Regions from separate parts of the Mus musculus genome. Here all the other regions are linked to region 1. The links are chromatin contacts, called in public HiChIP or PLAC-seq and promoter capture Hi-C maps. All regions are on one chromosome and are shown on one strand. Each heading gives the region's core, a stretch centred on a gene start, on an enhancer-like site or on the middle of the called end of the contact. The rest is flanking DNA. Distances are from core to core; before and after follow the strand shown. Region 1 holds the start of Ccdc17 (coiled-coil domain containing 17). Region 2 holds the start of Eif2b3 (eukaryotic translation initiation factor 2B, subunit 3). Region 3 has its middle 4.0 kb from the start of 1700042G07Rik. Region 4 has its middle 12 kb from the start of Pik3r3. Region 5 holds the start of Zswim5 (zinc finger SWIM-type containing 5). Region 6 overlaps Mast2 (microtubule associated serine/threonine kinase 2).

Evidence for each region. Promoter capture Hi-C pulls out the DNA fragments that hold promoters and counts their contacts. HiChIP or PLAC-seq counts read pairs in DNA pulled down with a chosen protein or histone mark. Capture Hi-C pulls out chosen DNA fragments and counts their contacts.
Region 2: a contact with region 1 is called in a promoter capture Hi-C map of liver, with 2.4 times the contacts expected there. The contact joins the promoter of Eif2b3 here to the promoter of Ccdc17 in region 1. A contact is called at or near these places in 1 of 39 promoter capture datasets (liver) and 1 of 9 other capture datasets (liver).
Region 3: a contact with region 1 is called in a promoter capture Hi-C map of the HPC-7 cell line. The contact joins the enhancer-like site here to the promoter of Ccdc17 in region 1. A contact is called at or near these places in 10 of 39 promoter capture datasets (the C10 cell line, the HPC-7 cell line, HPC-7-derived erythroid cells and 7 more), 1 of 15 datasets of contacts at CTCF or cohesin (the NIH/3T3 cell line), 1 of 484 Hi-C or Micro-C datasets (nephron progenitors), 16 of 115 datasets of contacts at active chromatin or transcription factors (the 230-238 cell line, the NIH/3T3 cell line, the SCID.adh cell line and 12 more) and 2 of 9 other capture datasets (adipose tissue and embryonic stem cells).
Region 4: a contact with region 1 is called in an H3K27ac HiChIP or PLAC-seq map of embryonic stem cells, with 6 read pairs. The contact joins the enhancer-like site here to the promoter of Ccdc17 in region 1. A contact is called at or near these places in 7 of 39 promoter capture datasets (the C10 cell line, the HPC-7 cell line, cranial neural crest and 4 more), 1 of 15 datasets of contacts at CTCF or cohesin (the NIH/3T3 cell line), 1 of 484 Hi-C or Micro-C datasets (embryonic stem cells), 12 of 115 datasets of contacts at active chromatin or transcription factors (the 230-238 cell line, the NIH/3T3 cell line, the SCID.adh cell line and 8 more) and 3 of 9 other capture datasets (adipose tissue, embryonic stem cells and pancreatic islet).
Region 5: a contact with region 1 is called in a promoter capture Hi-C map of adipose tissue. The contact joins the promoter of Zswim5 here to the promoter of Ccdc17 in region 1.
Region 6: an H3K27ac HiChIP or PLAC-seq map of SST interneurons shows a contact between it and region 1, with 2.7 times the contacts expected there. The contact joins the enhancer-like site here to the promoter of Ccdc17 in region 1. A contact is called at or near these places in 13 of 39 promoter capture datasets (the 3T3-L1 cell line, 3T3-L1-derived adipocytes, the C10 cell line and 8 more), 1 of 15 datasets of contacts at CTCF or cohesin (the NIH/3T3 cell line), 7 of 484 Hi-C or Micro-C datasets (the AML12 cell line, the HPC-7 cell line, the P5424 cell line and 3 more), 17 of 115 datasets of contacts at active chromatin or transcription factors (the 230-238 cell line, the SCID.adh cell line, SST interneurons and 12 more) and 4 of 9 other capture datasets (adipose tissue, liver, macrophages and 1 more).

What each region holds. Positions count from the first base shown.
Region 1 is chr4:116,594,419-116,598,541 of GRCm38.p6, forward strand. It overlaps Ccdc17 (coiled-coil domain containing 17), which reads left to right and starts at 2,312. Exons shown (of 13, transcript NM_001037916.3): 1 at 2,312-2,539; 2 at 2,615-2,683; 3 at 2,845-2,950; 4 at 3,020-3,182; 5 at 3,262-3,345; 6 at 3,425-3,543; 7 at 3,756-3,869; 8 at 4,082-4,123. The coding sequence starts at 2,369. It overlaps C530005A16Rik (RIKEN cDNA C530005A16 gene), which reads right to left and starts at 3,212. Exons shown (of 3, transcript NR_029450.1): 1 at 1,424-3,212.
Region 2 is chr4:117,017,115-117,021,237 of GRCm38.p6, forward strand. Eif2b3 (eukaryotic translation initiation factor 2B, subunit 3) reads left to right here and starts at 2,288. Exons shown (of 12, transcript NM_001111277.2): 1 at 2,288-2,362.
Region 3 is chr4:116,175,305-116,179,427 of GRCm38.p6, forward strand. No RefSeq gene overlaps it. Among named protein-coding and RNA genes, the nearest start is that of 1700042G07Rik, 4.0 kb to the left of the region's middle. Within about 2 kb of position 2,012, at least 225 of the 459 cell types and tissues checked have an H3K27ac peak or open chromatin away from gene starts, as enhancers often do. A contact at or near this core is called in the 230-238 cell line, the HPC-7 cell line, adipose tissue and 9 more, where this site is marked.
Region 4 is chr4:116,207,338-116,211,460 of GRCm38.p6, forward strand. No RefSeq gene overlaps it. Among named protein-coding and RNA genes, the nearest start is that of Pik3r3, 12 kb to the right of the region's middle. Within about 2 kb of position 2,129, at least 24 of the 459 cell types and tissues checked have an H3K27ac peak or open chromatin away from gene starts, as enhancers often do. A contact at or near this core is called in the NIH/3T3 cell line and embryonic stem cells, where this site is marked.
Region 5 is chr4:116,875,586-116,879,708 of GRCm38.p6, forward strand. It overlaps Zswim5 (zinc finger SWIM-type containing 5), which reads left to right and starts at 1,817. Exons shown (of 14, transcript NM_001029912.2): 1 at 1,817-2,478. The coding sequence starts at 1,875.
Region 6 is chr4:116,320,086-116,324,208 of GRCm38.p6, forward strand. It overlaps Mast2 (microtubule associated serine/threonine kinase 2), which reads right to left. Exons shown (of 30, transcript NM_001369061.1): 11 at 2,179-2,388. Among named protein-coding and RNA genes, the nearest start is that of Pik3r3, 100 kb to the left of the region's middle. Within about 2 kb of position 2,401, at least 15 of the 459 cell types and tissues checked have an H3K27ac peak or open chromatin away from gene starts, as enhancers often do. A contact at or near this core is called in SST interneurons, where this site is marked.

The DNA.
Region 1 (4,123 bases), core at 1,062-3,561:
AGTTTTTATGGTTGTGGTTCCACATTTTAGGGCCACCAAGATGGCTCAGTGAACTTAAGTTTATGTCACCAAGTTTGAGGATTTCGGTTTGATTCTTGGGATCCACATGATGAAAGTAGACAAATGACTCCCTTGACATGATACTTTACCTGGCCTACCTGTGCTAACACAAATACATGCACAGGCTAAATGTTAAGATATGTTAAGGAAATTGGCAGCTGGAGGTCATAGTTCATTGGCAGAACATTTACTTGCATTGCATGGCCAAGGCCCTCGATTTACTACCTGAAACCACCACAAAAGGTAACACTTTCAGTATAATGCTCATGTAGCCCATTTTTCTAAATCTGCTGGAATTGGAAGGATGGCCCCATGGAGCACTCAACTAGCTGCTCTTTCAGTTGGCTACGGTTCAAAATGCAACTAGCAATCATAACCTAAGCCACCCCAATTCTAACCTCATTGGGAACTGAATGCGTTGGTATACGTGCAGGCAAAATACCCATACACTAAAAAAGAAAAAGCATCTTTTAAATCTATGAAGTAACAGTTTATTAAGGCAGTGGAGAGAATGCTCGCCTTTTATATAATGTTTCAGAGCACATAAACATCGTGTAACTTGCTCCTCTTTGGATGTTTGGAGAGAACTACCTTAACAGCTCTGTCTTACTGAGGAAAGGCTGCTTCAGAAATGAGGTGCATGGATCTGTGTAGACGAATTTTAATCAGGGAACATGTTTGCTCTTGAAAAGGATCACATCCAAAAGATAGATGTCTGTATGACCTCGCTGGATACAGACATGCCCTTAGTGTGATGAATCAGAAATATCTGACCAAATGAGTCAGAGAGATCAGCTCAGGAGCGAGGATTAAAAAGAAAAAAGGCAATTTTCATTGTAGTATGAACTCAGCAAGGTCTGAGGCTGAAGTAGGTTTATTTTTTTTCCCCCAATTTGCTTTTATATCATTTTAATTACATGCAAATAATAAGATCAGTTCTAGGCTGGAGAATAAGCAAGACAATAAAACTCCCAAGCTCACTGTTTCTAAGTGCTTATCAGGATGACCAAGATATCTGAGCCTACTTCCCTGTCCTAGCCCAAAGTAAAATTCTTGCCTTAAGCCTACTACTTTGTTCTAGCCAAATTAGATTCCTGCCTGAGCTTACTTCCTTGTCCTGGCCTAATGTCAAATCCCAGCCAAGTGGCCCCACAAAGCTCTCCACAGATGGGCAAAGCCCAACTCAGGAAAGAAATGCTACTTAAGAGCAGTGCAGGGGGGCTGGTGAGATGGCTCAGTGGGTAAGAGTACCCGACTGCTCTTCCAAAGGTCCAGTGTTCAAGTCCCAGCAACCACATGGTGGCTCACAACCATCCGTGACGCCCTCTTCTGGTGTGTCTGAAGACAGCTACCGTGTACTTACATATAATAAATAAATCTTAAAAAAAAAAAAAAAAAGAGCAGTGCAGGGAAAATCCATCTTGGAGTTAGTTCAGTTGAGTGTAGTTTAGAGGCAGCTTCACCAAGTAGAGCACTTCAATGAGAAGCTAAGAGAAGCCGGTTTGAACCAGTTCAGAGAGGACTTTGAGACAGAACAGCTGAGTTGAGTCAGCCAGCTTTGAGGAAGAGCTAGAGTGAGTTTATTCAATAGTCTCAGAGCCTGAAAACATTTTAGGCATAGATTCGCCTAGGAGATGAGGATGAACGTTGCTTTTACAGATCTGTGTAAAGGTGACGATAACTTGACCAGCAGAAAGAGCTCGTTTAACTCACAAGTAGTATCCATCTGACAAATTGTATTCTCCCCAACGGGTCTCCCAGTTCTCATTACTGGAAAGGTTCAGATCATTCCTGTCCCAGAATGGGAATTAGAAAGACTATTCCATTGTGTGGTGTGTTAATTCTGTAAAAGATGGGTTTATGCAAAGACATACTGCTAATATGAGGTTTACCTTGTGCGGAAATGTTCCCTACAGTGGAGAATTCTAGCTTGAAATCTGTCCATTTTAGAGAACAGCTGTGGTACAGATGACAGTTGCCTATCAGAGGCTAAATAGGCAATGAAGTCAAAGCCGCAGTTAATTAAATACTTGGCCAAACTCACTGTAATTGGTGGAACAAACTGACATTTTCACACCTGGGCCCCACCCAAAGGTGGCCAGGCACATTGCCCAGGCCTGCCTAAGCCTGTACTCGCTGCCCAGGGAGCTAGGGCACCTCCCCAAACATAAACATACATTTGAAGGACCTGGCGATTTAGCAGACTTGGTCTATTCTTTGTCCCTTTTCTCTCTTTTCTGTCCAGTCCGCCTTTTCTCTTTTGTCACATCCTCTGTAGGACGCTGGTGTCTATAAGAGATTCCATTCCATGGCCGATTACTCAGGGGAATCAGGACTTTTATCCTGTGAATCCTGTGATATGGTTTTCCGCTCCTGGGCTCTGTTGGCCACACACACCAAACGATTCTGCATTGGCCGGCTGACTCCGGAGGTAACACTTAAATCACAGCCTTCAGTCGCGATCAAACGAGGCACCAAGGTAAGGGCCGCCAGTGGCCAGGGGTAGGTTTTCCATCAATCATTATTCTTACGTTTTTTGCCTCCCCGCCACCAGATCATGGCACAAGAAAAGAGCCGTGATCAGGAAGCCAGCACATCTGCTCTAAAGAGGCTGACAGAGGAGGTACACACCAATCATGACTACAAACTTCAACTTTACATGTGTAGAGATTTACATGCTGGAAATCACCCAGTACAGAAATAGCGGGTCCGAGTTATTTGCAGGTGCAGTTGCTGTCCCTACAGAAAATAGGTCCCCGAGCGACTGAGGGTCTCACTTCCCAGACTGCAGGGAGCCCTGGGGAGAGGCTGCGAGTCTTGCAGGGAACCCGCGCCAGACGCATGGCAGAAACAGAAGCACAGAGCCGGGCGCTGGAGCGTCGCGGCGAAGGTGAGAGGTAAGGACTCGGCCCTGTCGCTGTGCTCGGACTCACCCTGACTCTGCCCATTTGTCCCTCAGAATTAAAACGGCGCCTCCACAGCGTGGCGGGACCCAAGGGAGGATTACCCCGCCCATTCGACTTGGAGCGCGAGCTCAGAGAACTCAAGGAAGAGGCCAACCGGACCCGGGGAGCACTGCAAACGCTAGGTGCGCATTTCCAGGCGCTCCAGCTTCAGCCTCGGTGAGTTGCCGGCCCAGCTTTGGTAGGAGTGCGGGCGGGGCCTTGGGCTCGGGTCAGTGACATCATCTGCTTGCGCCAGAAAACTGCAGGACACCCATAGGGCAGTGGAATTCTGTTACCTGCCCCTGCGGTTCAACCCGGAAACGCTGGCTGCAGAGATCCGGTGAGGACCCCGGCCCTGGGTGGACAGGATCGGGAGTCTGTTCAGTCTGGGAGATCGCTTTCTGCTGCCTTCTTGCTAGGATCCTACGTGAAGCCTACGTGCACGGTGGAGGCCGGGACCCAGAAGTTCTGGACAAAATATTGCAGCTGCAAGTGGAAGCGTCAGCCCTGGAATTGCAGCGGTCGCAAAACCGCAAGGGTGAACGAAAGGGTCTATCATAGAGGGTTTCTACACTGATGGTCCTAGAGTTGGAAGGAGAAAAGGGCTTGAGGGAGAGCACCACTAGAATGGGAGGCACGTAAGCCCAAGGAAGGAAAACCCATTGCCAGATGACAAATCCAGGCTTGTGCAGAAACCCTTAAAGTTGGATTACTACATAATGCTTGACAGATCACTTTAATTCATCTCAGAAAAACTAAGTGCCGCCTCTGAGGAGGTTCTAACGGTGGAAGCCGAAAACAGGCTCCTGGAGGCAGAAATCCTGGCATTGCAGAAGCAGAAAGTCCTGAGTCTGTCGCCCTGGGGTCAGTGAAAAATACAGCCTCTCCCTAGACAATCCCAGGGAACCCAACTCTGAAGGGGTGAAGGGACCAAGTCGGGAGGATGAAGTCCATGTCTGTAACGTGTTTCTGTCAATACAGCTATCTTTGTATCTTTGGTTTATGAGCCTGTACTCCCTCTGACTTACTCAGTTTGCTGCTTCCTCCAGCTCAAGCCACTTTGTTGTTGTTTCTAGGATCCAGGGATCTCCCCGGACACCTGAGTAGGTGTGATAACT
Region 2 (4,123 bases), core at 1,038-3,537, 420 kb after region 1:
CCACATGGTGGTTCACAACCATCCATAGTGGAGATCTGATGCCCTCTTCTGGTGTGTCTGAAGACAGCTACAGTGTATTCACATACATAAAATAAATCAATAATTCTTAAAAAAAAAAGAACAGCAACTTTTATTTTTTTCTCTCACAATTTTAAGATTTGTCTAAATTCAGGATTTTAGGGTAGCTTGGATATTTGGGGTATTTCAGGCAATCACTGCTTTTTATGTGGTCTCCTTCCTTGTTTCCAGAGACTTCTTGACTTAGAAACTTCCATGATCTTTCAAAACCTTGTTGGCTATAGACATAGTAAAGTTGATAGAGTACTTGTCTAGTGTGCTCCAGGCGCTGGGTGTGATACCCAGTGCTACATAAGCCAGCTATGGTAGTATACACCTGTAATCCCACCAGTCAAGAGGTGGATAAAGGAGGACCAGGGGCTCAAGGCCAGCCTCAGGTATAAAGTTTGAGGACAGCCTGGGCCTTGTGAGACTCTATCTCAAAGGGATGATAGTAATAGTAATAAATAACAACAACAACAACAACAGACAAAACTTGTCATATAATGTTCATCTGCTCAATAATTTCTGATCAAATAAGCAATCATTCAAAATAGCTTGAGTCAAGGCCAAGGCTCAATCAAAGGTCCAGGCCCAGGCCTAGGCTCAGACTGTGAAATTCCAGTTTAGACTCATGCTCCCTTTAAGTTGTCACCGTTGTGGTGTCCCCACTCCCCACTCCTACTTTTGAGACAGGTCTCCTTATTTAGCTCAGGATTTACAGTCCTTCTCCCTCAGCCTTTGAGATCACAGACATGCAATACCATGCACAACCACACTAAAAGCTTTTATATGCCAATATGAAGACAGGACTGTAGGCCCTGGGCTGCAGACACCATGGGGCTTGTTTCCTCCTGTGCTATCTGAGTTAAGAAGCTATTAAAAAAGAGTGCTTCTGTCTCTGTTTTCTTACGTTATGTTCATTATACATTCCACAGAAAAAACTTATGTTCCTTGCTATAGCCTACAAGCCGGTGGGGTCTGAATTCTCTGGTCTCCTCCATCTGGCTCCCTCTGGTAGCCTTTACTCACCCACTTCCCCTCTCACTTTATTTCTGCTGCAGTGCCCTTCCTACTCTTTATTGAACTCCGGGGTTTCTTTTGGGATTTGTTTGTTTGTTGCTGTTTTTTTGTTTTTTTGTTTTTTGAGACAGGGTTTCTCTGTGTAGCCCTGCTGTCCTGGAAATCACTCTGTAGACCAGGCTGGCCTCGAACTGACAGACATAGGCCTGCCTCTGCCTCCCAAGTGTTGGGATTATAGGCATTCACCACCACGGGCAGGATCTTTGCACTTGCTGTCTAGTCAGCTTGCAAGGCTCTTTCCCAAGGCTCAACCCGACTTACTCTCTTCAAACCATTAAGTGCTATTGTAAGACCCCCAAAGCTGGGCCTCAGCTCAAGTCCCGGGATGAGCTGGCCCGCACCCCAATAACTCAACAGCTCTTCTCTGCCGGGTATCCTTGGTAAAATTACAATTATCGCATCTCTGGTTGTAAGGTATAGAAACAAAAAGGCTTTTTGCTGGCTATAGAGAACAAAGAGCTTCTTTCTAGCTGTATTTTTAGAGAACAGGGAAAACAAGCTTGGGGGAATGTTTTAGGGGCTTTACCTCCCAGGGAGAAACGCTCTAAGTCCGGTTCTCACACTATCAGAAATGAATTTATTGTTTGAATGGCTAAAGTTTGCTGACACAAAGGCCAAATCAGGCATCTTGCACACTAGAAGCCTAACCAACCGCTGGCTTGCAAGGGAATTTAGTAGGTGTTTTGTTTTGCTTTGTTTTTTTAAATTCTTGAATCTTCTATGAGTGTTGGTGCAGGTCTTTAATCCCAGTCTACCGGGGGCAGAGGCAGGGGAGATTGCAGCTGGCGGTTCTCTGTGAGTTCGAGGCTAGCCTGGTTTACAGAGTGAGTTCCAGGACAGCCAGGGCTACACAGAGAAACCCTGTCTTGAAAAAAAAAAATCACAAAACAAAACAAAAAGTATTGACAAGCCAAATTTACAGTGCCGTGAGGCTGGGATTTAGAATGGCAACTCCGAAACGTTAGAGATTGAAGGGGACATTTAACAAGCACTAGGCAGCAATACAGAAACTCCACGCCACGGCTCGTCGGTCGCTTGGTCTCCGGCACGCTCCGCAAGAGCATCCTTGCCTTCTGCCATCTATTACTCGGCACTCGTTCCTCCTTCCTGAGTCGGCGCGTCGTATCGAACCGCTCGGCCACCGCGCGCCTGCGCTCTTGGCTTGTCAGCCAGAGGCGGCGTGGGGAGCGCTGGGAGAGGCTGCGGCGTGCGGATAGCTGAGGTAAAGCCGGGGCTAGTGCGGTGCCAGGCGGGGCACGAGCTGGCTGAGCAGGGAGAGCGGCGCGCGGATGCTGGAAAGCCGGGTTCCTGTGAGGGAGGCCAGCTAGCCGAGCAGGACCCGAGTAGGCAGACAGGGACTGCGCTCCCGAAATCGCCGGGCGAGACACTGCCGGCCCTGGCCGTAGAGCCATGCGTCCCGACTGGGGGACTGGAGAGTCCAAGCCTTGTGCAACAGATGGAAAAACTGAGTTTCAGGGAGGGACAGTTCTGCCCGAAGTCACACCGAGTGAGCACTAGACTCCCTTGGTGCCTTGCTGACATGGTTTCCACATTATTTATTCGTCCCACATTTATTTGGGCTCAAGGCAGGGACTAAATGGGATACAGTAAGGCCCTTTTAGGCAGCGCGCAAAGGTTTGGCAAACCAATTACAATGCAGTAGCCGATCTTACAATTTAGGACAGAAGACGGCAACTGTGAGGAAGGCATGACTGGGACTCTGTAAACGCCTCCTGTAAAACTTGGAGGCTGGTGAGACTCATCGACTTGGTATTGGGAGTCACGACGGTAAAGTTGAAACTTTTAAGTCTAGCCTTATGATTGGTTAGGTTCATAAGTATTCTTGTTTCTTAGGTTGCGTCTTTTTTTTTTTTTTTCCTCCTTAACCCAGAGATTGAGAACAGGAACTTTAGGTTCTAGCCACCTGGGTTCCAAATGTGTTCTTGTACACATTTGAGCTTAACACTAATGTGGGGTTGCTGTGAGGTTCACAGATGCTCATTCCACATATAGTATCTGGCATCTGACTGGGTGTATCCTGACAACACATAGTCCCCAACTTCAAGGAACTCACTCTTAATAGGCATTTAAATGAATGCCTGCAGTGAAGCCTATAAAGGTTGACACAGTCCGTACAGAGTATAGTAGAAGCAGCAGGTGAAAGAAGTCCCATCATTGGTGTGCAAAAAGTTAGTTGTAGCTTCATGCTATGCAAGATGATTTCTGAGCAGAGTCTTTTTAAAGAGTTTTGCTACTTGGTTACTTGTCCCAGGAGAAAACCAGCCTAAAGCAGGAGTAGCCGTAGACCTGCAGTTCTGGCTGCTAAGGTGGTAAGACTGGGAATCACTTGAGCCCAGGAGGTTAATTCACACTTTATAACCAGGTATTGGCACTAGATTCACAAGCATCAATATGATGACCTCTAGAAGTGGTTCTAGAGTCTGGAACCACCAGGTTGCATGTACTGATCTGTAGTGAGGGTCACATCTAGGAAAGGCCATCACACTAGCTATGACAGCGTAATAATACCTGTCCACTTAAAAAGGACCTATAGGGGGCTGGAGAGGTGCCTCAGTGATTAAAAGCAGCGTATATTCTTCCAAAGGACCTAGGTTCAGTTCTCGGCACCTACATGATAGCTCAGAACCATCTATAACTCCACTTACAGGGGATCTGACTCCATATGTGCACTCAACACACACATAAAATTAAAAAAAAAATAAGTATTTGTTACAAAAGAAAACCCAGAGTTATAGCACAGTATATTTTAGTTGGTATAGTGTGTTTTCCGTGATCCAGCATCTGTCCAATAATATGAAACATGTATATAGTGCGTGTGATAGGATGAACGTTACTTTGCATGTCTTATAGAGAAATACTTTTTTATTCTTGTGTAGGGGATCCAGCCTAAGGCCTCATAAATACCAGACAAGTGAGCCCTCATTTAATCCCAACAGCTTCATGAATGTGTGGATGTGTATAT
Region 3 (4,123 bases), core at 762-3,261, 420 kb before region 1:
CCTGGGGCAGACAATTCACAGTTACATTGGGTCTTGGGTGTGCTGGGCTCCTTGAGATGGAAACAAACTACTGGACATTAATACCAGCTAGAAGGTGGCTGGACTGGTGTCCAAGGTCCACAAGGGGGTTCTGTACATACAAACACATGACATAGTCCATAAACAAATATGGACATGTAAATATAAGTAACTCACAGGTATATAACATAAAAAGCAAATATATGTATGTATCCAGACAAACGGATCTATAAACAGAGATCAGCACTAACAAGAATCCAATAGATACCCAGCCACCCCTTTGCAGGAAACATGCCCCTACACAGACATAAACATACATACACCCACACACAAGTTCACAAGTATACAGACACAGACACATGCAATCATACTCATGCAAACTCAGATACGCATAGACACACTCACCAGACTTCCCTGCCTTTCAGCTCTGAGGCCCAGATACCTCCCTCCCCAGTATCAGTGTATGCAATGTGTGCACACACACCTTTGTTTATGTATCTGTGTATCTGTGTCTTTGAGAGAGAGAGAGTGTGTGTGTGTGTTTCTGTGTATGTGTATGAGGGGGTTGATAAGCAGAGGGAACTCGATGACATCATCTCTTCTAGCTATTTTTAGCTCCATCTGCAATGACTTCTCCTCCATTACCCCTCCTCCTCCAGGTTCCCAATTCTCTCCCTCCAGGCTCTCAGAGATAGCAACAGCCAGAGAGTACCCACTCCTTAGTTTAGGTGGCCTGCTGCATGATTGGGTGCAATTCACAGACTCTCACCCAACCAGAGTTCTTTGGAGGCTGAGGACGGGGCTGATCTCCAGACTGGAGGAGGGGGCTTGAGCTGTGGGGTAACCAGAGCAGGTACCTGGGTTAGACCTGGCTGGTCTGCCACTCCTCGGGTGACTGTGCTTCCTCTCAGTCTGTAGCATCAGTAGCTACAGACTGTAGCTTGCTGTGTTTAAGGGAGGTGTTCGTGTTGGAGATGAGACAGGTGAAGACAAAATGAGACATCTTCCTCAATGGGAGACAGAACACGGGGAACCTGGCAGCTTCAAGGATGACGTCTGTCTCTCTCTTCTCTTCCATCTCCCAAAGGTTAGATAACAGAAGGAATCCAGAGGGAGCTCACCCACCCACCCCCTTCACTCCAGCTTTTCTACCTAGAGGTGTCCAGAAGCAGCACTTCCTTCTCATTCCCTAGTTGTGCTCCCAACCCTGCACCAACCCACCCAGCAAACCCCGGGCCCTCTGCTAGTCACTTCCACTTTTAGACCCCTCCCCTGAGTCGGCTATGTGGGAAGGCCACTGCTCTCCATCTGGAGATTGAGAAGACTGAATCCTAGAGGGGCTAGCACTGGCCCACACCTTATGGTGCCAGGGAAAGCGGCCCAGGGGAGACGGTAAGCAGGAGGAGGAAGTGGGCGCACTGGGACAGCTGGCACAGGTGCAGAAGGCACAGCCCAGGCAGGGAATCAGGTGAGGGGGAGGAGAACGGTAGCCTGAGGGGTCCATGCCAGGAGGAGGGCTTCCTGCTCTAGCCAGCCTTGGGCAGCCACCGGAAAATCGGGTTTGGCAGCTTCAGCCCTGTGCTGTGCAGAACTGTGCTGCCGGAAGGGCTGGAGGAGGGGGTCCAGATTGCTCCTGGGAGGTGGCCTGGAGCACGTCATCCTCTTCAGGGACGATGAAGAACATTCTGAGATCAGGACTCGGGGCACCCCTGTTTTACCCTAAACCCTAGTGTAATGAATGTTTTAACAGTCATGGTTCCTTTTTTTTTTTTTTTTTTTTCTTGGCCAGAGATTCCCCGCAGGAAGGGGCTTTTTAAAATCATTTTTTTCTGGGAGTCTGACTCAGGCTGGAGGACAAACAGTCAAAGGATAGGGTCTGGCTGAACCAGACAGTCCCTGGGGCAGGAGGCTGGAGTTCCCTTGTCACTAATGGTCAATCACCGGAAAACCAGCTCCAGGCCCACAATGCAATACTGGTCACCCCACCCTTACCACTGCTCTTACCCACACCCCCACTTCCGGCCTCTGTTCCTTCCTCATCTCTGGGGAAGGCTACAGAACTCCCTAGGGAATCGCTGTGTCCCCTCCCCTGGCTCCTTGCCCTGCGCCCTTAACTCTCCCTCTCCGGTTACCCATTCAGCAGCAGCAGTCTCCCACTGAACTCTCTCCCACTGGACAATGAGGCAAGGAGGAAGAAAGGACTGGAAAGGAGATGACTTTGCTGCTGCCCTCAGATTCTGGAGCTTAAACGGAGCTAGGGTAGACCTAGTGCTGGCTGGGGGTTAGCACTGGGTTGCCCTGTAGTCCCAGGACGAATGGAAAATTTCTCTGTTCCCCTAGCTGTCTCCTCCTTCTGCTTTTAGTGGAACCCACAGAAAGATAGCCCAGAATTGAGACTTGCAACTTGTAGAAAATAAACACAAAAGCCAAGGCCAAGTGGGTGCTGATTGCTGTTACCACATCAACAACATTCATTAAACACAAAAAAGTAGTGAAATTCTGGATTCATAAAGTCCACAGAGTTGTTTTACTATAAAATGTTAGAGGCTGGATAATCTATTGAACCTCAGACCACACACACACACACACACACACACACACACACACACACGTTAGAGTATGCTTAAATCAGAAGTTTAAGGTGTCAATGAAGTCTCACAGTCAGGTGGATGCCTAAGCCACATTTTCTGCCGCAGATTCGAGAAGCAGCTCCCTGGTGTGCTCACTGGGAGAGGCAGACAGCCCTGGATACATGGGGTTAGACTGGAATAATAACCCTGCAATAAACTGGACAGAGACAGACTTTGTCCATGAAGACAGGGGGAGAGAGTTGCAGGTGGAGACAGAGTGGAACTGTAAAAACAATGGGAGAGCCTAAAGAAAGAATCACGCTTGGGTGTGGTGCCACACCACTAGAGTCTCAGGACTCTGGGAGGCTTGACCAGAAAAATCGCTTGAGTTCATGAGTCTAACACCAGCCTGAGCTACAGAGCAAGACGCTCATCTCAAAAACAGAAAAAGACTCGAAAAAGCCAAAAAAAAAAAAAAAAAAAAAGCCAAAAACAAAACAAAACAAAACAAAAAAAAAACAACCAACCAACCAAACAAACAAACAAACAAACAAAAAAACCAAAAAAACGGAATAAGAAAAAAAGAAAAAAGGTGTAGGGATATCAAGGAGTTTAACACACCAGACCATCCCTGGTATTTTCAGCTTCCCCATGATTGGTGTTAACCTCAACCAATGACATTTCTGAATTAGTTGCTCAGGGCTAGACTCAGTTAATAGTGAATTTGAGACAAGCTTGGGCTATATGAAAACCCTGTCTCAAAACAAAACAAGCCTGGTGTGGTGGCACACTCCTCCAGTCTATGTAGCAAGTTCCAAGCCTACCAGGGCTACATAGTGAGACTCTTGTCTCAAAACAAAATAAATCCATCAAAATCAAAACAGAACTTAAAAAAAACAAAAACAAAAAAAACAAAAAAATTTCTGGGCTGGCAAGATGGCCCAACAGGTAAAAGCACCAACTGCTCTACCGAAGGTCCTAGTTCAAATCCCAACAACCACCTGTAATGAGATCTGACGCCCTCTTCTGGTGTGTCTGAAGTAAGCTACAGTGTACTTATGTATATTAATAAATAAACCTTTGGGCCAGAGCAAGCAGGGACTGAGTGAGCAGAGTTAACTGGAGTGAGCGGGGTTGACTGGAGTAAGTAGTGGTCCTAAAAATTCAATTCCCAACAACTACATGAAGGCTCACAACCATCTGTACAGCTATCGTGCACTCACATACGTAAAATAAATAAACCTTTAAAAAAACAAAAACAAAATATTTCCTAAGGTAAGTGGAGACCCCTGGATGACATTGCAAGTCAACAACCCTTGTTAGACTATTTTCTTTGAAAAGATGCTAAACAAAACATACTTCAGGCTTTTCTTAGGGTCTCTCTTAGCTGCAGACTGTGCCCTAGGGGTAAAATAAGGTTCAGAGTCCCACTACAAGGTCCTGAGAGAGAATCTTGTTGAGGGCATCTATCTTGGAGGAGCTGGGCATGAAAAAGAGCCAGCCATCCTGAGGCTTGGAATATATACAGCTCACGT
Region 4 (4,123 bases), core at 879-3,378, 390 kb before region 1:
AAAGGAGAGAGAGAGCAAGAGAGGAAATGGAGGATGCTGGACTCACAATGTATCAATTCATACTCAAGGCAATTAATCCACTCTCTTGAGGTCTAATGGAGGCTCTGAGATGGGCCTTAATCTGTCTCTCAGATTCGTGCCCCATGACCTAGTTCCCTTCCACTCCACCTTACTCTTAAAGGTGACACCACCTCTCAATTACATTGTGGATCAAGTTTCCAGCACATGAGCTTGTTTTATTGTGATGTTTTCATACAAGTATATACTATACTCGATCATATCCATCTCTCCATTGCTCTCTTTCCTTTTTATCTCCTGTTAGTCCCCCTGTTAACTTTCATGTCTTTTTGTAAAACTCTAGATTACATATAGGAGAGGGGGGAAAAGGCTCATAGCTTTCACTCCCACTCTGGATTATTTCACAATACAATAGCACATCCATCCATTTTTTTAAAAAATATTTTTCTTAGGAGATTGGATATAATGGTATATGTCTTTAAAACCAGCCCTACGGTGGCAGAGGCTAGCTGGGGATACATAATGAAACCCTGTCTAACAATTTAAAATTTTTGGATTTATTTTTATTCTATGTGCATGAGTGTTAGCTGTAATGTATGTCTGTACTTTATATGTCTGGCCATCACCTGTAAAAGCCAGAAGAGAGCATTAGAACTCCTAGAACTGGAGGTATGTTGACTTGATATGATCGTAGATATCTAGGCTGATTCCATAATTTGGCTATTGAGAATAGTGTCACAATAATGATGGGTTCCAGCAGGAGAACTTTGAAGAATCAGCCATATTCAAATCAAAGAAACTCAAGAAACTGGTTACTCCATGTATTCATTCAGTCTTTTAACTCTATTCTATTCATATGATTTCCTTCCTTCCTTCCTTCCTTCCTTCCTTCCTTCCTTCCTTCCATCTTCAACACTGGGGTTGAACCTAGGGTCTTATGCATGTTAGATAAGCACTCTGTCATACAACTCTATCCTTGTAAAAGTATCTTTTACTTACTTGCCTGATGTAATTGTCATCTCAGAGGCTTACTGCTAGCCTAGGCCTAGTTTCAGAAGCCGCCATAGAACCTAATCTTGGCCTAGCATGTTTTCAGCCTCTGAGACTTGCTGTTGAATTAGCCCACCCTTTCTTACTCTTTCTGATCACTGGCTAGCTGATTTAACTCAGCTGTTCTAGCTCAAACTCACCTCTAAGATTGATTCACTCTGGCTTCTCTTAGCTCTGCCTCTAGCCATCTGCTAAACTTCTGACTCTTCATTCTCTGGCTCCTTCTGTCTTCACCTGTGTCTAGTTGTTCTCTCTCTGTAACCTGTCTCTGTACAACTGTCCTAGTAAGATTGCCCTTTCTCCTCCCTCTCTCTGCACTGCTATGTAGCTTCTTTTTTTCTCTTGTTTTCCTGGGAGTTGAGTATATATTAATTCTATCAAATCTTTCTCTGCTTCAACATTTTGTCTACCACTCAATTAGACATCACTTTCAAACATGGGTGCTTCCTTCTACAAACTAAACTTTACCTTCATTGTTTGGGATTAAAGGTGTGTACTAAAGGTGTGTCTGCATTCCAGCCAGATCACACAGACCTAGAAGGTCTTTGGTTGTGAAATTCTTCTACATATCCTCAGACCTCCTCCCTCCCTGCCCCCCTCTTTTTGAGGCAGGGTCATGCTATGTATCCTGGCTGGTCTGGAACTCTCTATGTAGTCCAGGTTGATCCTGAACTCCTAAAGATCTTGCCTCCTAGCCTTCTTTTTACTTTTTTGTTTTGAGACAGGCTTTCACTGGACAAGGCTAGCCCCGAATTCACTCTGTAGCTCAGAAAGTCCTTGACCTTGTGATCTCTATGTCTGGAAATGTAGGTAGTTCCACCAGGCCCTGCCTTCTTTGGTTTCCTTAAGAGTAGTTTCCTTTGAAATTCAGTGTTAGGGTGAACAGTACCCATAGCCAGCTCCAGAGGTTGATACTTTGTCAAGTCCAATCCTTTAAAAGTCTAATTTGGGTGGGGGAGTACTATTTCAAAATATTTATGAAAGGAAAACTAATTAACTTGGCCTGGGTGGGGTCACCTATGACAAGGAGCAAAGTCCTGTGCAAGTTAAGGAAGGAGATTTCATGTTGAAGGCATCACTACAATGGGATAATAGACTCACCAGCCTAGGACATGATCTTCATTCAGTGTCAGGCCATAATCCATAAGCGATACTCTTTGGGCTACCTGATCTAGACTGGAGGGTCCTTGAAATGAACGAATCATTCAGATACATAGAAGAAAATATATGAAAACATCCTCACTTATTTTCTTATAAAAAATTATAAAAGTGTACCCCTCTTACCCCCAAGGGTCTCACTGTGTAGAACTTGACTAGATCTCACAGAGATCCATCCGCTTTAGTAATGGGATTAAAGGTGTGCACTAGCAGTCCCAGAGCATGACACCATTTAAAAATAAACAAATGAACTAAATGGGAAAATATTTTAAAAATTATGGAACGGAGTATGATGGTTTACCCTTCTAGTCCCAACACTTGGAAGGCTGACATATGAAGACTACAGTGAGTCGAGTCCGAGGGCCAGACAGCTTGGGCTCCAGCATAAGAGTTTGTCTCTAAACATTAAAAAAATATATAGAAGAAGAAGACGGCCTGGTATTTGTGGTATTACTTCTCTAGGATTGCGATAGTGTCTTACCACAACTGGCTGGCTTAAAACAATAGAAACTTATTCTTTCATAATACTGGAGGGCTAAAGTCCAAAGGTTCAAAGCCAAGATGTAGGCAGGACTAGTTAGGACTTTCTGGAGACTCTGAGAGAGAATGCATGTCTTCTCCTAGATTCTGGGGGTTGCCATGTAATTCTTGGTGCTTTCTGGCTTGTAAAGGTATTGCTCTGACCCCTGCCACTGTCTTCAAACAGCTTTCTGTGTATGGCTGTGTCTCAGATCTACTTCTTCCCATTTGTCACAAGGACATTTGTCACTGGATCGATAATTCACCTTGAACCTATGACAATCTCCTTGCAAGATTTTTACTTACACCTTTGAAGACTTCTTTTTCAACTAAGGCCATATTTAGAGCTTCTGGGCTTAAGGCGTATACACAGATTGTTAGATAGAACTGGCTGAAGTGGTACTAGGGTATAATCATTTTCCTCAATATATGACTTGGTCAGAAAAAGAGAAGAAAAAAAAAAAAACAAACAAAACAGAGAAGTCTTAGTGGTCTGTTATTGAGTTAAGCGTTTCAGAACTGAAGCAATTCACGGGTGAGATGGGTACTGCCTGGTTCTTATTTGCAGGGTCCTAGGCAAACACTGCAGAAACAGCAACCACAAAGCCCCATATCAAGCTAGGATTCTGGGCTCAATTCCTCTATTGTCTTGGAAAAGAAGACTTAATCCAAGGGATGTGTTTCAGTTGTGGTTGGGGAATAAAGCCTGCAGTGAATTCCACAAGAACAGAATCATGAGGTTAAGACTCAGCAGTCAGAAGCCAGGGAGAGGCCAAGAGAGCTAGGCTGTTAGAGAGGGGGAAAAAAACCCCAAACAAACAAAAAACAAAACCTGAGAGGGCCAAGAAAGGGTGCTGTCTCGTCCTGGTTTTAGGGCCCTAGAGAGAATGAGTTAGTTTGAAAGCACAGAGGTCATGGAAATTGTTGCTTGTTCTTGTAACACTCCCTTATGATATAGTGGGCTTATTTAGGACAAGTAGTGTCTTCCAGAGTGCTCAGCACAAGATCGGTTCAGAGGAGAGGCTTAGTTGAAGTTGAAAATGAAAGCTTGTGATTTTGGACCATTTTTTTCTTTTTAAATCTCTCTCTCTCTCTCTCTCTCTCTCTCTCTCTGTGTGTGTGTGTGTGTGTGTGTGTGAGTGTGTGCTCTGAGATAAATTCTCACTGTATATTCTCACTTGTACTGTGTAGCCATGCTGATACAGAAATCTCTATGTAGCCTGGGCTGCCCCAGTGCCACCGTGCCTAGTTTTTACTGTGATGGGGATTTGAACTCAGGTCCTCATGCTTGCACAAGTATTAGGTTTTCTTCTTTTTTTCTTTTCTTTCTCTCTCCTCTTTCTTCCTCTCTTTCCTTTCCTTTCCTTTCCTTTCCTTT
Region 5 (4,123 bases), core at 567-3,066, 280 kb after region 1:
CTATGTTTAAGTAACAGTTTTTGTTCCTGTCTCATGGTCTTTTAATCATGCTTGTCAACAACTGATTAAATCAAAGTAACACACTGGCTGATTCAAAATCAAATGTTCTTTTCTTCCCTATTGTCTATCATCATTTTCCTTTCTATTTTAAAAATTCAATATTCTTCAAGCAACTTTCATTTTTTAAGAATTATGGCAGGTGATAATCATCCCTTACTTAGAAATGATTTCTGTCTTTACAAATCTATTAGTGGAGTCAAGGAGACTGACATTAAAGAAGACACACACAGGCGTACTTGTGCGTGTGCACGCACACACACACACAATTCTGAAAAGAATGGGCATTATGAAAGCCCATGACTGTGGTAGGTGATTCATTTAAGATTCATTTAAGCAGAGACTGATACTTCATAATAATTCAATTATACTTGCAGAAATAATATCATATTATTTCTGAAATATTATTTTTGAAAATGTTTATGAAAGAAGCAATTGACCACATATTTAATTCTTACATGCTATATGCACAGATATTGTTGTCAGCTTCCTTTTACAAATCATGAGTCGTGATTAGCACCACACGACCATTAAGAGCGATTCACATCTAGGTTATAGCCGGAGCTCTTTTCTTCAGAGATTACTGCAAAACCAAACTAATTTGGCTGCAGTCTACCTTCTCTTATTCGTTCTTTGTACTACTCTCTCTAGCTGAACTCAGCTATAGGATGTTTTCTAATACAGTTCCTGGAACTTTTTAAAAGTTGTAGTGATTATGTCACAACTCCGTGTTTATGAAGAAGTTACTGTTGAAGTTGTCACTCGTGAGTACCCACTAATGTACCTGGGTGAGGGGACACCACAGTGAAGAAAATGGACATGACCTTCATTGTTATGGAGTTAGGCAGTTAGACATCAAATAACAAAAGACGCATTAAATTTTAGGTAAATTCAGGGGAATGAATAGAAGACGGACAAGAAAAACATGAAAATCCTAATTTAAACCCGAGGTAAGGGATCAGAGAATTCTATCAGAAACTACACAAAAGTGTTGGTTCCTCCCCCCCCCCCCGCCCCCTGTAGGATGCAAGGTGCTAAACCCCTCAAAGAACCCCACGAGGGTGCTGCTGCCTCAGCAGTGAGGTCCTGGCGCCCCATTGTTCGGACTGGCTGATGGACTTAGCCAGTTTCTGAGCCGGCGGGGACGCCGATGCTGTCCTATATTGTGACACGGGGAGAGTTTTCATCCCGCGAACTTTTTGATTCTACCCTCTACTCCCACCCGGTGGCTTCCTTCTTAGCATCTTTCTGCTTGGTTGGTGCCCCTTGGGTTGCGACAGTCGCTTGTCCGTTCTGTCTGCTGCAGGAGCCTCACTGGAGTTGTTTCCTCTCCTCATGCCCCTCAAGCCTGTTACTTCATGGCGACAGCTGGCGGCCGGGTCTTTTCATTTGGCCACGCGGCCATCCTCGCCCGCCCGCAGGTGCGCCGGAGGCACCTGGTGCCGGGCGCTCCTCGTCCTTGGCGGCCCGCGGCCCCGCACGAGCGCTCGGATTGTGTTCCGGGCTGGCTGCGCCCGGAGCGCGCCCGCAGTCTGTGCTCGCCCCCGCGTCTCCTCGCGCCCGCGGCGGCCCCGGACGGCGCGCGTCGCCTCGCGCTGGTCCTCAGGCCAACCAGCGCCGGCCCGAGCGGCGCGAGCACGGGACCGGCGCCCCGGCTTCCCACTCGGGCCGGCGGGCTCGTGGGTTCGTTCGCCCCGCCCCCTCCCCACAGCGCCGCCGCTGGGCGCTTGCGCGGGGCGCGTGGCCGTGGCTGGGGTCTCCGCCGCAGCCCGAGCAGCCGCCTCCGCCTCAATCAGTCAGTCAGTCAGTCCCCAGCAATGGCGGAAGGAGGTGAGCGAGAGGAGCTGCTTTCGCCGCCGCCGATCTCTCCGGCCAAGAGGCTGTGCTCTTGGCCCAGCCCGCAAGCTCACCACCCCCGCGGGACTCCCGGGGCAGCCGGCGGAGGGGCGGGGGGCGGCGGCGGCGGCTGCCTGGCCCCCGGGGCCCGCCCCCACCTGCAGCCGGAGTCCTTGCTGGACTGCGCCGCCAAGACGGTGGCGGAAAAGTGGGCGTACGAGCGGGTGGAGGAGCGCTTCGAGCGGATCCCGGAGCCGGTGCAGCGCCGCATCGTCTACTGGTCCTTCCCGCGGAATGAGCGGGAGATCTGCATGTACTCCAGCTTCCAGTACCGGGGCGGCCCGGGAGCCGGCGCGGCTGCCGGCGCGGCGGGGGCTTCGCCGGTCGAGGAGGGGCCGCCGCCACCCCCCGGGGCCGCCGCTCCGGCCGGCTCCGCCCCCGGGGCCGCCGGGGCGGGCTCGTCCCCCGGGCTGGGCGCTGGGACTGGAACGGCGAGCGGCGGCTGCGGCGGCGGCGAGGGGCTGCCGTTCCGCCGGGGCATCCGTCTGCTGGACAGCGGCTCCGTGGAGAACGTGCTTCAAGTCGGTAGGTGCTGCCCGGCCCCTCTCGGCCCCCTGCCTCTTCTGCAGGTGCCTTCCCAAGCCCTGGGTCAAAACCCAGGCTTTCTGCCCAACTCCGGCATCCCCGCCAAGGACAAAAAAGTGGCATAAAAAACTTTTCCCAAGGTTTCCTTCAGGTCCACTACTGCTCTTTCCCCTACCGGCTGCCCTATTTCTTTTTCTTTTTGTTTGAAGAGCGAGTAGGTCTCTCTCTCTCTCTCTCTCTCTCTCTCTCTCTCTCTCTCTCTCTCTCTCTCTCCCCCCTATACTCTCATACTAAAGGAATAACCGTGTGATGTGCCCTTTTCGAAACGCGTTTTACTGATTTAAGTTTAGAGGGAAAGGAGGGAAAGGGAGCAATAGGTTTTAGAGGGAATGTTTGAGGGACAGGCTGTCACAGTCAATCTGTAGTTATAGCAGATTGAATCTGAGTGTAATTAACTTTCACATCGGAAAAAGCAACAGAATACTGTGCATTTTAGACAATTTAAATTGTCTGTTTTAATATCCCTCCCCCCGACCAGTGATGCCTGGGAATCTAGGCTGCAGATTAACAATAACGGAAGATGGAAATGTGACAGCTTCTCTTTTCTACACCCCCATCCATGGGAAAGGGGGAAAAAAGCTACACAATCTGGAGTGGGGGCGGGGTCTGCCTTCCTTGTCAGACTGGGGTAAATCAAAAGCCAGTCACGTTGGATGTTTCAAATGCTTTCATTTAACGCGTCCTCGTATTCGCTTTTGTTTTATCTTTTTGTTTGTACAAAAATGGAAACTGATTTTAAAAAATCTACTCGTTCTCTTGAGCGTCTAGTTAGTTTGTTAATCTTATTAAGTATTTAAAGTGTACCTGATTTGTGAAATGATTACGGAGGAAGAAAGAAACGACATTGTTTAACATTGATTTGCTATGCATAATATTAAAACATTTATGGGGGGTCCTATTTGAATTATTATAGCATTCTGGAAGTGCACATCTCTATGCACATTATTGTACACTATATGCTTATATTTACTAAGGGAAATAGTGATTTCTCTAAAGTTGAATGAAGGACATTTCACAGGCTCAGGGACACATGCATATATATAAATCCAAACATCCAGCTGTCTTCTCTTCAGGTAAAACCAACATATTTGGAATTATTTTCCTTTGAAAACTAGTACATCACAGTTTCTTACATAGAACAGTCTCTCCTAGTTATTAAGAATGAATAGATTCTGTCGTATTTTTAAAAAGCATATTATAATTTTTAAATAAATATGAAATGAATATTCATTCTGCTTATTTGAAAGATGCTAGTGCTTTGTGTATTTGTGTATATTTTAGAAAGAATGAGTTGGATAAATAGGCAATTAGGGTAGACAGCTTTAATATTGAAGTGTTGAAAACATGAAAATTAATGTGTTTCATTTTATTAATCTATAAGCTTTAATCTTTCTGAGAGCTTAGGACAGTTAACTTTTAAAGATTCTTATTTAAAACATTATAAATTGGTAAAAGTTAGTTCAAGTGGTTGTCTTAGGGATAGAAATGGGTTTGAAAGAATTTCAAATTTTAAGGGAACATATAAGGGAGATGAGTTTTATTTCCCCACCCCCACCCTCCCAGTGCTGGGAATTGAACCTAGGGC
Region 6 (4,123 bases), core at 1,151-3,650, 270 kb before region 1:
GCTAGCTGGTGACCTCCAGGGTCCCCTCCCTCCCCTAAGGGTTACAGAAACATGGTGCCACATCTGGTTTATTACACAGGAAATGGGAATCCAATCTCAGTCCTCATGCTTAGCTGGCAGCCACTCCTGACTGACCCATCTCCTTAGCCCCTGGACATTGTGTCTTCTTCTAAGAGTCTTACTATGTAGGTAGCTGAGGCAGGCCTCAGTCTCCCAAGTTCTGGGATTAATAGGGTGTATGCCACTGCTATCCAGTCATGCTTTGTTTCTTGGTTAGAAATCTCCACCCCCTAATATCAACAGTCACTAGAGCCTTATACAAACTAGCTGACTACATTTTTATCTCTCCATTCTGTATACACGCATGCTCATGCCGGGGTGTGCAATACATGCACGCTCATGCCAGGGTGTGCATGTGAAGGCTCTCTCTCTCTATTGTGTGGATCTGGGGGATCCCACTCAGGCCAGCGGGTTTGGCGGCAGTACCTTTACCTGATGGTCTCATCTTACCAACTCCAGAGCTTCATTTTTGAACAGAAAGAAACAGCTGCTTCTCATGGGAATTTGGCATTCTCAACTTGCTCTTATGTAACATTTATAACTAAGTATCCATTTTGGAATCAGAGGAAGAATTTTTATAGATAAAATTACTTTTAAAACATATTTAAAGAATACTTTCTCACTGTAACTACCACCTACCCAGTTATATCTTCATGGGTATAGAGACTGATCTGCTAGTCTTCTAGAAGCCATTCATTGTTTGAACATTAGCTCTGGATCTTCAGTTGAGAGGAGACAGGGGCGCTTCACTACTTTAGTGGCATGAAGCACCTTGGAGACCAGGAGCTCTTACCTCAAATGCGTTAATGCTGTCAACTGTCCTGAGAGGCTGAGGAAGGCAGTGCTTAAGAATTTAGTGGAAGCTTTGGTCCCCCCCCCCCCTCTGGATTATTCTGTCTTTTGTTTTTCAGAGACTTAAAATTTTCTTTCTCTTTATTTATATGTATAGGTTTGTATGTGGACATGAATGTAGGTGTTTGCAGAGGCCAGGGAGTTATAGACAGTTGTGGTTGCTTGGAACCACACAAGTCCTCTGCAAAGCAGTACATGCTCTTAATCAGGAAATCATCTCTCCAGCTTCTCAGAGATGTAAAATCTATTTATAGACTGTTGTGAGCCACTACATGGGTGCGAGGAGTTGAACCTGGGCCCTCTGGAAAACCAACCAGTGCTTTTAACAGCCGAGTCATCATTTCAGTTCCTCCCAGAGACTTTTTTTTAAAAGATTTATTTATTATTATATAAGTACACTGTAGCTGTCTTCAGACACACCAGAAGAGGGCGTCAGATCCCATTACAGATGGTTGTGAGCCACCATGTGGTTGCTGGGAATTGAACTCAGGACCTTCGGGAAGAGCAGTCAGTGCTCTTACCCACTAAGCCATCTCTCCAGCCCCAGAGACTTTTTATACTGAAGAGATTCACATTTTCACGTCAAAGTCTATCACTGTGCTAATAAAGTATCAGTTAATGGACTTGCTCATAGGATAAGCCTGAGGCCTGCTTCACCTGGGTTGAGGATAGTTAGGAAGCTGTGCTTAAACAAATGATTTTCAGTAAAACACAGTCCATATATCCACTACTGTATTTTGTATTGTTATTATGATGCTGATGATGTTTGTTTTGAAATAAATAGGATCTCACTACATATAGCCCAGACTGGCTTGGCATTCACTACATAGACCAGTCAGGTTCAGTGGGATCTGCCTCACCTCCCAAGAACTAGGTGTGGGCCGTCATGTCTGGTGAACCTCTATGCAACTTTTTGCTTTTGGTAAAAAGTCAAATACCTATACATATTTTGGTAAAAAGTCAAATACTCATACATAATACCAATGCTGGAATTATACACTACCCATGTTGGAGTCTCAGACAGAGTAATACAGCTTTGGCTTTAGAGAACCATTCACAAAACTGAGTTCCTCTGAAACCAAGCAGGCTTCTCTTAGTGATGGAAAGGCCGTGGGAAGAACATCAGATCATCAGTACCAAACATGGAAACTCCTATTCACTGGCAAGGAGACCTGATTGTGGCCAGCAGCTGGAAGAGTGAGCTCACTGCCAATTCCCGAGATGACCTTGTGGAAGTGTCATTACATTCCTCGTCAAGACACTTACATCTTGCAGAAGCTTTTCCAAATTCTCTTGAAGTTCATAGAAATAGTGTGACGTAATGAGGCCACTCCGAGATTTATCCAGGCAGTCTCGGGCCATCTCAATCACCTGATGATGAATAAAGCTTAGTGCTCCATCTGCCAAGGGCAACACACTATCTGGAGTGTTAGAGGAAATGAAGTCAGCTAGTCGCTCTTCCATCTGTGCAGTGGCCTGGGAGGAAAAGAAAAGAAAAGAATTCCCTTTCAGTCCCAGCTTAGCTGCAGCGAATTCTGAAGGATGGGCTCTCTGTGTGCCTATGTGACGCCGGGAAGTCGAATGACTGAAGGCAGACAGTCCCAGGACCAGACTCAAGGCCCCCATCACCTTTTTGCCTGTTTCTTGCCATATCCTATACTGTACGATTTTTGGTTCTGCAGGCATACAAGGTTTGCTGGTCTCTGCCTAGCCATATTTCATGCCTTTGTTACACCATTTTTTTGGGGTTGACCTTCCTTACAAGTTCCTGTTGCTCTTCATCTCACCTAAGTATCATGAATTCCCCAGACTTCCTAGGAAACAAAGGTTCTCTTTCCTCTGGGGTGACTTGGTCTCCTGACTGGACAAGTCAGTGCATAGATGATATTGGTTTCTGAACCTTCTGTATGTAAGACATCTGGCAAGTCAGAAGGTTTCATTATCACAGGGTTCTCAGATTTAACCTAAGTTCACACTGAATACAGGAGGTGCTTAGAGAACATGTATCAAAGGTATGGTCCTGCCTGGTCTTGGAAGGTAAGCTGGGATGGAGGACTTTGGATTGCAACATGACCCTGGCCTAGATCCCCAGAAGAGCAGAATGGAGATCTGGCTCGGGACTCTCTTGGGCCTCTAACTATACAGCCATGTGAAAACTGACAAACATAGTTGACAAACTAGTGAACAAGTTAACAACTGCCTCTTTCAGACTTTGACTTCTCTTTATCACTAGATGGTGACTTCTGTATCCTAATATGTTGACACAAAAGTTTATCTGTGTACAGAGGGATTTTTAAAGAAGGACAGCAGCAGGGAAAGAAGAAAAGAAAGAAATATATATTTTTAAAGATTTATTTAATGTACATATGAGTACAATGTAGTTGTACTGATGGTTGTGAGCCATAATGTGGTTGTTGGGAGTTTGAATTCAGGACCTTTACTTGCTTTGGTCGGCCCCGCTTGCTCCGGTCTAAAGATTTATTTATTATTATATCTAAGTATACTGTAGCTGCCTTCAGATGCGCCAGAAGAGGGCGTCAGATCTCATTACGGATGGCTGTGAGCCACCATGTGGTTGCTGGGATTTGAACTCAGGACCTTCGGAAGAGCAGTCAGTGCTCTTAATCGCTGAGCCATCTCTCCAGTCCCGGGAAAGAAATCTTAACACATCTTCTCTAAAGCCTATCTTAGATGAAGGACACAGAAATACCTATAAATACCAACACACAGCTCTAGGTGTATACCAATACACATCTCTGCACATAGAGAATGAGGCATGCAAGATACATTTCTCAACACTGCACACTATGGAACTTCCTAGCTGCTTTCCTGCACTTTCTTTCTTTGCTCTCATTCTTGTGTCTACTTCAAGGCTACAATGTGGAACAGAGAAAAGATTAAACAAACTAATAGCTAATAGTTACTCATACTTCTCATGTCCACCAACTGTTAGAAAACCAGTGTTCACTGATCCTCGTATGAGACAGATCTAGTAGAATTCTATTATTATGAGTTGTCAATGAGGCAAATGAAGCTCCAGGGAATCAAATGATCTGTCTAGAATCGCACAGCTGATAAACGGGACACAGATGAATGCAGACAGCCTAGGTCGCTGTTACAAGGCGTCACTGGTATATGTCAAGAGAGAAAAGGAGAGCACTTTTGTCATTTCCCTCAGCTGTCACGTGTATGAAGAAGAGTGTACAGTTTA